2 separate regions of the Muntiacus reevesi genome follow, and region 2 is linked to region 1. Evidence: chromatin contacts called from public Hi-C data. All regions are on one chromosome and are shown on one strand. The core of a region is the stretch at or near the end of the contact, and the rest is flanking DNA. Distances in the headings are between cores, read along the strand shown.

Region 1 (7,100 bases), core at 1,326-3,825:
TCAGTTTCCTCATCTGAAAAATGGGCAGAATTCCTGTCTCTCAGAGTGCTTACGGGAATCCAAAGAGTTTATGCAAGTAACTCAATTAGCACTTTGCCTGACATTTAATTTAAGAAAGTTATTATTACTCTCACTGTTATTACTGCCTCTTCCCTTGCCCTGCCCAGGAACATCCCAATCCTCTCTGCCTGTCAAGGCCTACTCCAGGCCACCTCCTCCAAGCAGCCTTCCTGGCTTGTCCCTGCCTGTTACAACCACCCCTGTGGTCCAGACAACTCAGGCCCATGGATTTAATTACATGCTGTTCTGGCAGAACTCTTGTCTTCCAGTCTTAGGCTGTTATTTAATTTTATGTCTCTATTTTAAAACATAAACCAGATCGTGTTGCTCCCCAGCCTCAAATCTTACATCGGTTTCCCACGTGATGGAAGAAAAGCTCTAAACTCCTTAATGTGACCCACAGATCCCCACAGAATCACACCCTGGGTTCTCTCCTGCCCCAGCCATACCATGCCAAGCTTGACCCAGCCTCAGAGCCTTTGCCTTGGCTGTGCCCCCTACCTGATCCTTACAAGGCCCAGCTTCTTTTTGTCATTCAGATCTTGGCTCCAAAGTTACCTCCTCTGAGATCCCCCTTTCTTACAGATTCTACCATGCCACTCCCTCATATTTTATTCATAGCATTTATCAACTTCTGCAAGTGTGTTTCGTATTTACTTGTTATTAACAACTTGTTTGTTGCCTGCTTCCCCCCAGTAGAATGGCAGCTGCCCAAGAGCAAGGATTTCTGTTGTGGTCACGACTATATCCTCTATGCCAGGAACAGTACCTGGCCTGTGGTGGTGGTTTAGTTGCTAACTTGTGTCCAACTCATGCGACGGCCACCAGGCTCCTCTGTCCATGGGATTTCCAGGCAAGAATACTGGAGTGGGTTGCCATTTCCTTCTCCAGGGGATCTTCTCGACCCAGGGATCAAACCTGTGTCTTCTGCGTTGGCAGGAGGATTCTTTACCACTGAGCCACTAGGGAAGCCCACCTGGCACATAGTAGATGCTTAATAAATACGTACAGAATGAATAATGTGTCTTATGCCTGCATTCTGACTACTCTCCGAGCCCCCCTATGCTCAGAACATGCCTACTGTACAGCTTCAAGCTGCCACCTCCCCACCACACTCCCAGTCTCCCCTTAAACTTGAACACAGGTATGGAGAAAATGAGCTTCAATTCAGCTCGTGGCACTGAGCAGGCTGGCTGGAATCCCACATCCCTACCCTCTCTTCACTGGGAAGGGCCCGGAACTTAACGAGCCTACAGCCACACAGAGTTGCAATGGGAGGAGCAGGAAATGGGGAAGGGGGTTCCTGAGAGCTCACGCAAGCTAGGGGAGGGGACACCACGCCCATGCTCCCCTTTTCGGCAGTGTACTGCTTGGAAGACGAGGGCGGGAGGCCTCTGAATCAGTCTTGAAAAACCGGCTCATGGGTGTTCCCAGGGAGAATGCCTACTATCTGGGGCCCAGGCCTCCTGGGGGGCCCAGCAGCCACAGGACCCCGGTGGCTCCCTGCCACCCACCTATCTCTCCCACAGATGTCACTCTCTTCTCAGGACCCAGTATTCTGGCCTTGCTTTTCCAGCTTTGGGGAAAAGGGATATGGGGGCAGCTTCCTGTCTGAGCAGCTGGTGAAAGCAACGACCAGCAGGTGTGCCCCAGATGGTGTGTCTAGTTGGAGGGAATGGAGTGGGAGGAGCTGGTCAGAAACACCTGAGCCCTGAAGCCACTGGATACCTAGTCTAGTGGCGGAGATTCCAGTTCTGGACTCTGAGGCATGGGTTTGAGTCCCACATCTGCCACTTACTCGCTGTGTGACCTTAGGCAAGACACTCCACCTCTCTGGGCCTGCTGCTTCACCTCTGAAAGAAGTAACAGCAACTTCCATGAGGGGTGATTCAATGATCCGCATGGTAAATACCTGACACGGAAGTGTTCAATGAATGCTAGCCCGGGTGATTTTTTTCATTATTACAATCGGGACCTCGGTTCTCCCAAGGCGCACCCCACCCCCTCCCCAGGCCCTGGACGATTGGGACAAGGCCAGCTTCTGGGACTTGCCCGAAATACCTACCCTGCGCCTGTCCCCGCCAGGACGGGAACTCTCCAGAGGTGCAGGGGGCTGGGGTGCGGCTGGAGATGCCATCCCGGCGCCGGGAGGCGTTCACCCCTGCCCCTAGAGGGAAGGCAGGCGGTCCTCGGGGAAGGGGACTCAGAGATTTCCCCCCGCCCCGCCCCTCCACCCCGCTCTGGGGCCGGCCCCACCCCGCAGGATCGGCCGAATCCCCGCGGGTCCGCGATCTCGCAGGTCTGCTCCGGGGTCCCCGCGAGCGGCCGCGATGGACCCCCCGCCCCGCCGCGCCTCGCAGGGTATACTCACCTGCGCCTCTGTAGCCGCCGACCGGCTCGCCCAGCTCGGCCCTCCGCAAACTCTGGCCCGGGCCTCTCCCGCAGCCACCGCCAGGGGGCGGGGCCGGCACCCGCAACTGGCCAATCAGAAGCGGCCGCTCGGCGCTCGCGGCCAATCCACTCCACGCCGCCCCGCTTCGGGTGGAACCCGAAGGAAACATTCCAGAGGGATCCCTGAGCTTCACTCGATTCTTCACGACACCTCCCCCGCGCCGCGGAGCGTTGGACCTTCCCGCCCCTCCTAAGCCGCGGCGGGCTGTACCACCGCGAGGCTGCGGAAGGGGGAGCTGAGGCCGAGCCCGAGCCAATCTCTGGGAGGAAGGAGGCCAGCGGCCAATGGGAAGCTGAGGCCCCTGGACCACGTGTTCTTGGCTAAGTGTCCGTGTGGGGTGCTGTGGGTGCTAAGAGGCGGGGGGGCTAGTCGTGGAAGTCAGGTGACCGATACTGAGTTTGGGGGTGGGGGGTGGGGGAAAGGATACAAACTTCCAAAGTCCAGAAAAGGGAACCCTTTAGAATACTCGGAGGGAGCCAAAGGCGATCCCTAATTCAGTCCTCCACTCGGCCTGCCCATGCCCCAGCTTGGCCATCCTCAGGGCAGATAAAAAGATGTATTCATTCTGGGCGGGTGGGCGGGGGACTGAGATGAATAGGGAGGGTCCCGCGTGTCCGGCGTCCTGGATGGACAATGGACAAGGGCATTCATTCATTCATTTACTCATCAAATATTTAAGTCGCTCCTGCCCCGTGCCAGGCTCTGTCCTATCTCAACAGATACGTCTACGAGTAAGCTGAATGAATGTTCTCTTAGTAAAGGGAACAGGGCATGCAGAGGCTTGGAGGGCGGACAGAGAGATACAATACTCTTTAGGAGAGAACAATAGCGAAGGAGCTTGCAACGCAGCTAGCAAAGCATCTTTAGGTTGCAGTGGAACGAAAGACAAAGGCAAAACGGTCTGTCCGCTTGCTGGTTGACCAGCGAATATTTATTGAGCACATATTATGTGCTAGATTACAAAAGATACCCAGCCAGGCCAAGTCTCAGCCCTCAGGGAGCTGACATTCACGAGTCTGTCTCCTTCATCTCTGTTGCCCCTCCGTCCTCCACCCTCCAGTCCTGAGAATGGCACAGAGCAGGGTTTCAGTATACATATGTGGATGAAAGAACTAGGTAATCTCACCATCTCCAGGTTTGGCTTGTAACTGGGATTTCTTAGGCAGACGCAGGTACAAGAAACAAAGACACAAATGCACCTTTCCCGGGTCAGGACAAACCTAGACAGCAGATTAAAAAAAAAAAAAAGCAGAGACTGTATAGTCAAAGCTGTGGTTTTTCTACTTGTCATGTAGAGATGTGAAAGCTGGACCATAAAGAAGGCTGAGCACTGAATAAGTGATGGTTTCGAACTGTGGTACTGGAGAAGACTCTTGAGAGTCTGTTGAACAGCAAGGAGATCAAATCAGTCAATTCTAAAGGAAATCAACCCTGAATACTCATTCCAAGGACTGATACTGAAGCTCCACCTTTGGCCACCTGATGCAAACAGCCGATTCACTGGAAAAGACCCTAATGCTGGGGAAGACTGAGGGCAGGAGAAGAAGGGGGCGAGAGAACATGAGATGGTTGGATGGCGTCACCAATTCAGTGGACATGATTTTGAGCAAATCATGATTTTGATGATCTCACTATTGGGAGATAGTGAAGGACAGGGAAGCCTGGCGTGCTGCAGTTCATGGGGTTGCAAGGAGTCAGCTACTATTTAGTGACTGAACAACAACAGGCCAGGACAGTCAGTTCCCAGGACAGATGAGATTTCCTTGTTCTAGGAACAACCCAGCCACTCGGACAGCTGGGGCCAGATCAGGGATTCACTGTGTGTTCTGGGAGTTGTAGTTCTTGGAGACTTCAACTGTTCAAGCCTCCTGGAATGATTGAGTCTTTGCAGTTCCCTGGGTGAGGTGAGTTGCTGCACATTCCAGCTGGGTTAGGGCCTGAGTGATAAAGTGAAGGGGAGAGTGGGCCCTGGGCTGTTGCTGAGGGCTGCCTGGCCAGCCCCACCCAGCTGGCAAATACTGAAACTGCTGTGGCAGCAGGCACAGCTATTGTCCTTCTCTTCCTGTTCTGCTGACCTCTGCCACCCCCACTGAGCTATCGATTGCCTCTGGCTGGGCCAGTGCTCTCTGTGGGACTGTGTCCACTGTGCTGCTTGTGCCTGACATCTGAGCTGCTTCCTTCTACACAGCTGGAGAGACGGTATGTGTGACATGGGGACAACAGAGTCCTGAGTGGAATCCACCTGAAGCCACCTGTTGACGGATGAGGAAGTGCCCAGGGAAGGGCGAGCAGGTTGCCCAAGGGCACAGAGCAACACTGGGTATCTCCTTCCTTCTTGATTTTATAGCTCAAGAAGTTGGGAGGCCCAGCTGGCGAGGAGCTCAGATTTTTTTTTTTTTTTAATATTTATTTTAAATTGGAGGATAGTTGCTTTACAATGTTGTGTTGGTGTCTGCTGTCCAACAGTCAGCTATAAGTATACATATATCCTCTCCCTCTGAGACTCCTCCCACCCACCCGCATCCCACCCGTCGAGGTCGTCACAGAGCACTGAGCTGAGCTCCCTTGTAATACAGCTGCTTCCCACTGGCTGCCTATTTTACACGTGATAGTGTTTATGTGTCAGTGTTTCTCTCTCAATTTGTCCCCCACGCCTCCATTAGGAGCTCAGATTTGAATGCTGCCTCTACCCTTGTGTGTGGGGAGTTGGGGGTGGAGTTCTGGAATGCCAACTAATAGATGCAGAAGGAAAGATCAGGTTAGAAAAGCACCATTTGTCTTCCACTAGAGGAATGATTGATTCAGACAATGCTTTGTTAAATGGGGCAGTAGATATTTACTGTCAAAGAACCAGCCCACATATCACTTGTTAATTTCAGCGGAGAAAAAGTTACCTTGGAAAAGGTGCAGTGGAGAAAGCTGGAAGTCACTACCTTAACCAAGTGATAAAAAGGTATGACCACTGAGAGAATAGGCTGTCCTCACTGTTACTACTGTGACGTATTACTCAGGAAGACACATCACCTTCGAAGAACCTGGTCCTGCCCGAAGTGCTTAATCTGAGTTTGATGGTTGTTGTTCAGTCGCTCAGTTGTGTCCGACTCTTTAAAACCCCTGGACTGCAGCATGCCAGGCTTCCCTGTCCTTCACCTTCTCCCGGAGTTTGCTCAAATTAATTACTAGGAAAAAAACAACAACAACAGACACAACCTGATGGAGGGACATTCTTTAAAAAACAAAAACAAAATGGTCTGGACTCTTCAAACAGATCCATGTCATGAAAGGCAAATTCAATCCATTAATTAAATGAATAAATGACTGGTAAATGGTTCTAGGTTGAAGGAGACAAAAGATAGAAGACAACTAAAATCAGTCTTTGATTCTTGATTGGATCCTTGATAAAAATTTCAAAAAATGGTAAAAGGGTTAGGATGGATATTCTTGGGATAATCTAGAATACTTGAATGTTGCCTGAATATTAGATAATAATGTCATATGCATGTTAAATTTCCTAAGGGTGAATGTTTTGTTGTGGTTACACAAGAGAATATTCTTATTCTTAGGATATAAACACTGATTTGCTTATGTGCTAAGTTGCTTGGTGGCTCAAACAGTAAAGCATCTGCCTACAATGCGGGAGACCTGGGTTCAATCCCTGGGTCAGGAAGATCTTCTGGAGAAGGAAATGGCAACCCACTCCAGGAAAACCCATGGATGGAGAAGCCTGGTAGGCTACAGTCCATTGGGTCGCAAGGAGTCGGACACGACTGAGCGACTTCACTTTCACTTTCACTAAGTCGCTTCAGTCATGTCCCACTTTTTTCGACCCCATGAACTGTGGACCGCCAGGCTGCTCTGTCCATGGGATTCTCCAGGCAAGAATAGTGGAGTGAATTTCCATGCCCTCCTCCAGGGGATCTTCCTGACCCAGGGATTGAAACTGGGTCTCTTACATCTCCTGCATCGGCAGGCAGACTCTTTACTGCTAGCACCACCTTGGAAGTCCAAACACTGAATTACTAAGTGTTAAATTCATGATGCCTGCAGCTGTCACATGGTTCAGAAAAAATTACACAAGTATAAAACATTTTATATACAATATTATAATATTGTGTACATCGCTGTGAACATATAGGGAGATAGAGGAAGCAAATATGACAAAATAATAACAATTGCTGCTGAATCCAGGAAAGTGGAATATGGGTATCACTTTACTATTCCTGTAAGTTTTCCAAGCTTTGAAATAAAAAAAAAAAAAAGTATTTATTTTTGGCTGCACTGGGTCTTGTTGCTGTGCGTGGGCTTTCTCTAGTTGTGGCATGTGGGGGCTACTCTGTGGTATTCAGGCTTCAGGCCATGGGTTTGCAAAGAGTCAGACACGACTGAACGAATAAGGAGAGCACAGCACAGGCTTCTCATTGCAGTGGCTTCTCTTGTTGCGGAGCATCGGCTGTAGAGTTCTCGGGCTTCAGTAGTTGTGGCTCGAGGGCTTTAGAGTACAGGCTTAGAGTTGTGGTCCCGGAGCTGGATCAGGGATCAAACTGTCATCCCTTGCATTGCAAGGCAGATTCTTAACCTCTAGACCACT
Region 2 (7,100 bases), core at 2,271-4,770, 280 kb before region 1:
AACTTTATCATCTAACCACTGCACAAAATGCTCCTCCACTATGTATGAAAACAAAATCCAGACCAACGATATGATGAAAAACGTAAAAAAAATTATGGTAGCTGAACCAGCTGGAGAATCTGTTTCCTGCCCCCCCAAAAAACACAAACAGGACTACCCTGGTGGCACAGTAGATAAGAATCCACCTGCAGTGCAGGAGACACGGGTTCCATCCCTGGTCCAGGATGATCCCAACATGTCTCAGAGTAACTAGCTCCCTGCGCCACAACTACTGAGCCCATGTGCCACAGCGACTGAAGTTTGCTCATCCTAGAGCCCATGCTCCACAAGAGAAGCCTCCTGCAATGAGACACCCAAGTACCACAACAAAGAGTAGCCCCTGCTCGCCACAACTAGAGAAAGTCCAAGTGCAGCAATGAAGACCCATCGTAGCCAAACACACACACACAACCCCCCCCAAACAATCAAAAAACAACAAAACAACCCCAACTCCAACAACTTATCTAGTAGGCCTTTCTCTGTTTATCACTTTCCTTTTGTTCATAATATAGATGAACCTTGGCCTGACTACAACATGTTACGTGTGGGTCAGAAAATCTGGCTCTAAGACTTGTTCAGGCAGTATCTCATGAATCTCTCAACTAAACTGGGGGAAAACACACCCAATGTATTGAATATAGACCCAGGCCTTGGATGCATATATTTCTAGATGCTGCTGAGGAGGAGAGACAGAGAGAGTAAAAGGGGTTCAGAGCCCTTGAGAAATGGCTCAGACTGGGGGTTGGGTGTTCAGACCTTCAGTTGCCAGGTAATAAGGCTGACTGAGACTTTCTCCAGAATCTAAGAGACTTCTAAAGCCAGGCCTACTCCATCTGTTTGGGAGGCAGGAGAGAAATCCTCTCTGCTCTGTGGGAAGAGGCAGAGAGCAAGCTGACAGGTCAGAGTGAAGCACAGCCCTACAGGTACAACCAGAGAGTCTAGACTTCCAGTCCACAGTTGGCTTTCCAACTGGAATTCCTCTTAGCAAAAGCTTTACTGTCCAGGTATAATTAATAATAGGACCCCGTTGTCCTCTTCTGTCCTGTTTATGTCCCACTTCTAAAAGAGTGGGTGCATTCTTTTCCAGTTTATAGCAAAGATAAAGAACCGTGGACTCAGAACTCAGAGACAAGACCTAGTGTTAATAATTCTACACACCAGCTGTGTGACCTTGGAAAAGTCATTTTGTTTCCATTAAAAAATAATAACCTTGGGGACAGAAAGAACTGTTTTTAGGGATTTCCCTGGTGGTCCAGTGGTTAAGAATCCACCTGCCAAAAAAGGGGACATGGGTTTGATCCCTGGTCCGGGAAGATCTCACATGCTGTGGAGCAACTACTTCTGGGCGCTACAACTACTGAAGCCTGCTCACCTAGAGCCTGTGCCCCTCAACAAGAGAAGCCACCGCAGCAAGAAGTCCAATGCACCACAACGAAGAGCTGTCACTGCTCACCCCAACTAGAGAAAGCCTGAGCAAAGCACCCAAGATCCAGCTCAGCCAATAATAAATAAATCTTCAATAAAATACAACACAAATAAAAAACAATGACCAGCAGGTTGACTTTAGACTCTCCTGATTCTATAAACAGATTAGTAAAGTAACAGGGCAGGAGCTTTGCAGGAATGAAAGTACTAGATAATGACCATGCAACCATTTTTAAATGCCAGGAGCACAAACAGGCTGATTGAAACCTGATCTCCTGCCATCTGGGAACTATGAATCCCTTCAACTATTAGCTCCTTACATCTCCTGGCTTTAAAATTAAATCTTATTCCACAGGGTCATTCTACACTTTATTTATTTATTTACACCCCGCCTTGTTCCAGAAAGGATTTAACTGGGCATATTCTATAGTTAGTCATAAGTAGAATGACTCCTTGATTTAAAAAGGAGAGAAAGCAGGGACTGATCCAATGGCCCCACCCAAGCACACCAACATCGAGAAACTCTTCAAAGCCATGCTAGTTGGAGAAGCCCATTTGCAGGCAAACCACCCACAACCACCGAGAGGTGCTAGTTAGAACAGCCTGGTCTTCCAGATCGCTACCTCCTTAAAGGCCGTCTCTTCTCTTTTAACCACGGAGTGGAGAAGAGATCTAATGGAAGTACTTCCTCCTGAAAGTGGTGCCAAGACTCGCTGAACGACCTTAGATCTTCCGGTTTTTATAGACCTTTACTTGAAAGGTCTTTTACTCTCTGTGGCTCCCGCCTTCTCATCTGTGAGATGAGAGCCATGTCCGCCTTTTGTCACAGGGATGAATAAGCACATCTGTGAAAGCACCTTGGAAAAGATGCACAAAAGGCTGTGACCTCCCAGATTGAAGCCAAACATCACCATGGCTCGGCCTGGCACACCCACCCCACACCGCGCAAGTCGAGGTCAGGCCATCAGAAGTGTTGCAAGCTTCGCTGCAGTGGGTCAGCAGGAATCCAGCAGGCCAACAGTAGGAACCAGCTAACGTCTGCCTGGCCATGCCACTCCTCAGATCTGAGTGTGTTCATTGAAGCCCACAGTCAGGGAGGAGGAAGGAAGAGGAGCTGGGGAGACCAGATTATCCTTAAACACTGGAGCATGAAGCCAGGTCATGCCTCTCTTGAGGGAGTAGAGGGTTGGGGCCAGATTAAGGGGGGAAGTCAGGTTCTAGGGTATGTGCTTTGAGGTAGAAAACAAGGTGTGTGTGTGTGTGCAGGGGTTGGGGTTAAGTATCAACAGGTAGGAGATATTATGGGGAGACAAATGGGGCGATAAGGATGCGTGAGGTCTTGCCAGAGAGGGAGGATATTCACAGGTAAAATGGGGGAGGAAGCTGCGGTTTTCAAATGGGACATGGCAGGGGGCTAGAACTTAAGATCTCCACAGGAAAAGAGTGAGGTGGGAGTGTCTCACCACAGGGGAGAGGGGATTGGTGGGGGAGGTTGGGTGGCTGGAATGGTAGTCTGCCCATACAGAAATAGAAGATGGGGAGGCTGAGGTCTCTACATAGAAAACAGGTGCTCAGGAGGAACGTCCCAGGCGAAAGAGGGGGATGAAATGGTCTCCACTAGGGGAAAAGAGGAGTAACCATGGGGGTGGGGTGGGATAGGGGTAGTCTCCAAGCGGGGGTTGGGGCTGGTGGGCGGGCTTTGGTTCAAGGGAGATCGCGGTTGGGGGAGGGGGAGAAAGGGGTGTGTTTGGCAGGGTTGGCCTCAGGCTTGTCTGCAAAGGGAGGTCGGGGTTAGCTCAGGGGTGTGGGGCCTCCACAAGGGCCCAATCTCACCGTCTGCCAGGGCCTCATTGCACTCAAAGCTGATCTCGAACCGGAAAGGGCTGTGGAAAGGGCTCGGATTCTCCAGCACCGCCACGTTCAATACTGACACTTTAGCCATCGCCTCGTCGGGTCGCGGCTGAGGCCAGAGCTGGGGCCGAGCCCGCGGCTGGGTCCTGTTGGGTTAGAGGAGAAGCTTAGTCCAAGTCCACTCCCGCCTCCTCTGACCGCGATCTGAAGTGCGTATCTAGTCCGCGCGCCTCCTTCAAATAGCCGGCTCTCACCCTACGGCCAATCACCGTCAACGCTCCAGGAATGCGCGAGCGCTTCCTCAGCCAATCCTGGAGCGCCGGTCGGCGCGCGCCGAGACTCCTGGGACCAATCCGTGGAGCTCCATCTCAGGGATAAGCGAGGGAGGCGGGACCGTCTCTAGGCTTCTTTGGTGTCCGCGGGGAACCAATCCCCAGAGTCTCCGACTCGGATGTCAAGGGCGGGTTGGGCGGGGTCAGAGCGCCGTCCGCGATTAGCCCCGCCTTTCCGGGAGACCCTTCCAGCTGGGGGCAGCGCAGTCAACCGCCGAGTGGTGGCGCACTGCGCTCGCTTAAGCGGGAAGGAAGGGCGGCGCTGGACTTGCAGTGATTGGCAGGCAGAAATGGGGCGGAGATAAGGCAGGCTTTCTGAGAGATGATTGGCTGAATTGGCTGCGGGGGCGGGAGAAGAGAAGACTCGGCCGGGGATTCGTGGAAGTGGAGCGGAAGTCGACCGCTAAAGCTGTTGAGAAGAGTGTGAAGAGAAAGGAGCAGCGTTTGCGGCATCGGCGTCTGTCAGCAGGTGAGCGTTGCCGGAAGTTTCTCTAAGGGGCTCCTGGCCCCGCAGGCCCAGCAGCCTGGGAGTCCGTTGTGAACGTTGTGAACGTTTAACTCACCCTTGAGGGGAGACGGTGCCGCGGTAACGCGGCGCTCTGGGGCCCGGTACCCGGTCGGGCCTGGTTCGAATCAGGTTCTTACTCGAGAGCCTCTGGGGAGGTTTCAGGTGGACGGCCCTAAATGGGATTTGGAATCCGGCCTCTGCCACGCACCACCCGAGGCCTCGTTTTCTTGCTCATTGAACGGGGTCATGAAAATTTACTGGCCTGACTTATGACTACATAATACATCTAGAAACTTCTCTCCACTCCCAGGCGTAGGCGGGACCACCGTCGCCCCCTGTCTGGAAGACTCGAGGGACCTCCGCACTCCCTCGCTCCGCTTCCACCGACGGCAACAAACCTAATCTTATAATTTTCTTTAGTAACCACGTTAAAAAATAAATATATATTTTAATATGTTAAACTTAATGTAGTATAGCCACAATATCATTTCAACATGTGATCGGTATTAAAATAAACACGAACCTGAGGTATCTTTTATCTTGTTACTTAGTATTAACGATTTGAAGACCTGTGTGTTTTACACGTTACACATCTGTGATCTGGACGCTACGTTTTCACCGGAAATAGTTGAGGTTTCATAAAACTTACAGTTGAAAGGGAGATTCACATGCCCAAATGTTTCCCAGCATACGTTAAAATTTCTCATGAACCCAATCTCATGTCAGTGATAAATTGAGATATTAATTGATGAAAGTTAAGCGACGTGGAATGTTCTGTTTCACAGTGGTACTAGCCACATTCAGTTGCTTGTGATCCCCTGTGGCTTCCGATATTGGATAGCCAATACCAACTTCAGCCAAACTGACCTTCTTTTTGTTTCATAAAATCTGACATGACACCCCCCACCTCTTTTCTGGTGCCTCGTTATTCAAGTCTCTCCTCAGATGTCTTCTGGGAGAATCCAAGAGCCCCCTGAACAGCCTTCAAATTCGTAGAACGTAAGCCTGAACAGTACATTTCAAGCCGCTAGCATTTCTTATCCATCCTTTGTAGCCTCATGATGCTCAGAATATTTTCTCTTTTTTTTTTTGTATCGCCATCTCAAATTAAGTAGGATTAAAAAGATTTTTCCCCCCATTGAAACAATTTGGCTGCAGGAAAATTCCCTTTATGATTGGCTCTGGGCTCTTGGCAGTCATTGGGCATCCTTAGGAATTTTTGTGACTTGAGAAGATCAAATTTTCAAATTATTTCCAAATGTAATTCAGTTGCTTATAAATATGAAATTTGATGAAGTTGTTTTGTTTTCTAGATATTAAACAGTTATTAATTACAACTTTGTAGTTTTCTTTCTGCATCGTGGAAGTTTTTTTCCTTTATCCTCAGCCCCAACATTTTCATAGCCCCTGAAAAGTTCATCAGTCACAAGCATTATGTCTCTGTCTATAATGTCTTCTCTCTACAGCTGGCTGAGTAATCTTCAGTTGTAAACCAGATCATGTCATTACTCTGCTTAAAACCTTCAAAGGCTTATCATACTTAGGATGAAACTTAAGATCTTCACTGTGGCTTAGGAGGCCCTGCACAGTGGCCTCAACTGACCTCATCTGCCAGTCTCCCTCTTGTCACCACTCCCAAGCCCTGCTGGCTTTATTTCCTGTCTTTCAAACACACCAAACTATTCCTGCTGCATGGCTTTGCACTTGCTGTTCCCTCTGCCTGGAATGTGTTTCCTTTAGATAATTGGCTGTCTCATTCTCCTCATATATGGTTCACCTCAGGTGTCTCTCCAGGAGAAGCCTTCTTGGACCACCCTAGTTAAACTAGACTTTCATTAATCACGAAAGCCTGCTTATTAGGAGTACTTATCAGAATCTGTAGATATGTTGATTTTTTTTTTTTTTTTTTTTTTTTTGGCTCTGCTGCATGGATTGTGGGATCTCAGTTCCTTGACTGGGGATTGAACCTGGGCCACAGCAGTGAAAGCCCCAAATCCTAACCACTAGACCACCAGGGAACTCTTATCATCCCTCAGTAGATTGAAAGCTGGTTGTGGACAGTGATCCCACCTGTCTCATACAGACCTCTCAGTGTATTTCCAGAGCTTAGCATAGGACCTCACATGTGGGAAGTTTCCAGTAGATTGTTTTTAAAAAAGAATAAATCTATATAAAGGGCTTACATGATACCTGGAGTGTGAAAAGTACTTCATAAACAAGAAACATTAGCAGTGCATAGTCATCATTTTTCTTAATATTTCAGGTGTACTCACTCAAAAAAGAATAAGAAATGCTATAACAAAGTACGTTTTTACTCCTTACCCAGCTTAAGAAGTAAAACATTAGGGATGTAATTGAAAGGCCTTATATATCCCTGCCTCAAACCTGTTCTTCCCTTTTTTCACATGTAACTATAATCTTGGATTTAGTGTTTGTTTATTTTTCTGTACCTGCTTGTACATCTTTAATAGATGTCTTTAAACTATATATAGTATTGTATGTCACGTTCTACAACTTTATAGAAATGATGCTGCTACAAAGTCTGGGGAAAACCAGGCACAAGCTTCCAGAAGGCCTTTCCTGGTGAAGTCACAAGGGACTCCTGAGTTCCTACAGCAGAGTTGTGACAACAACTCTGTGTGAAATGTCTACCAGGAATGCTCAGTACCCAGGGTACTTGGGGCAGGAGGGGGCTAATCAAGTTTCAAACTTCCAGACTCCAGAAGGAAAGCAGTTGTGGACACAAACCGCATTGTACAGTTTAGGCACAACGAACCACTTGTATCATTTAGGGAGTGGTGGGCACTCTCCATTCACTTCACTCACCTCAGTCGTGTCTGACTCTTTGCGATCCTTTGGACTGTAGTCCACCAGGCTCCTCTGTCCACAGGATTCCCCAGGCAAGAATATTAGAGTGGGTTGCCATGCCCTCCTCCAAGGGATCT

What was found. A called contact is a pair of places that touch in the nucleus more often than the background predicts.
Region 2: a Hi-C map of muscle shows a contact between it and region 1, with 5 times the contacts expected there. The contact joins the promoter of ASF1B here to the promoter of GIPC1 in region 1. A contact is called at or near these places in 2 of 3 Hi-C or Micro-C datasets (blood and muscle).

What each region holds. Positions count from the first base shown.
Region 1 is chr1:189,781,667-189,788,766 of mMunRee1.1, reverse strand. GIPC1 (GIPC PDZ domain containing family member 1) reads right to left here and starts at 2,575. Exons shown (of 10, transcript XM_065917586.1): 1 at 2,432-2,575; 2 at 2,126-2,227; 3 at 1,859-1,972.
Region 2 is chr1:190,064,414-190,071,513 of mMunRee1.1, reverse strand. ASF1B (anti-silencing function 1B histone chaperone) reads right to left here and starts at 3,520. Exons shown (of 4, transcript XM_065932046.1): 1 at 3,298-3,520. The coding sequence starts at 3,406. It overlaps LOC136165861 (a long non-coding RNA gene), which reads left to right and starts at 4,000. Exons shown (of 3, transcript XR_010662836.1): 1 at 4,000-4,116.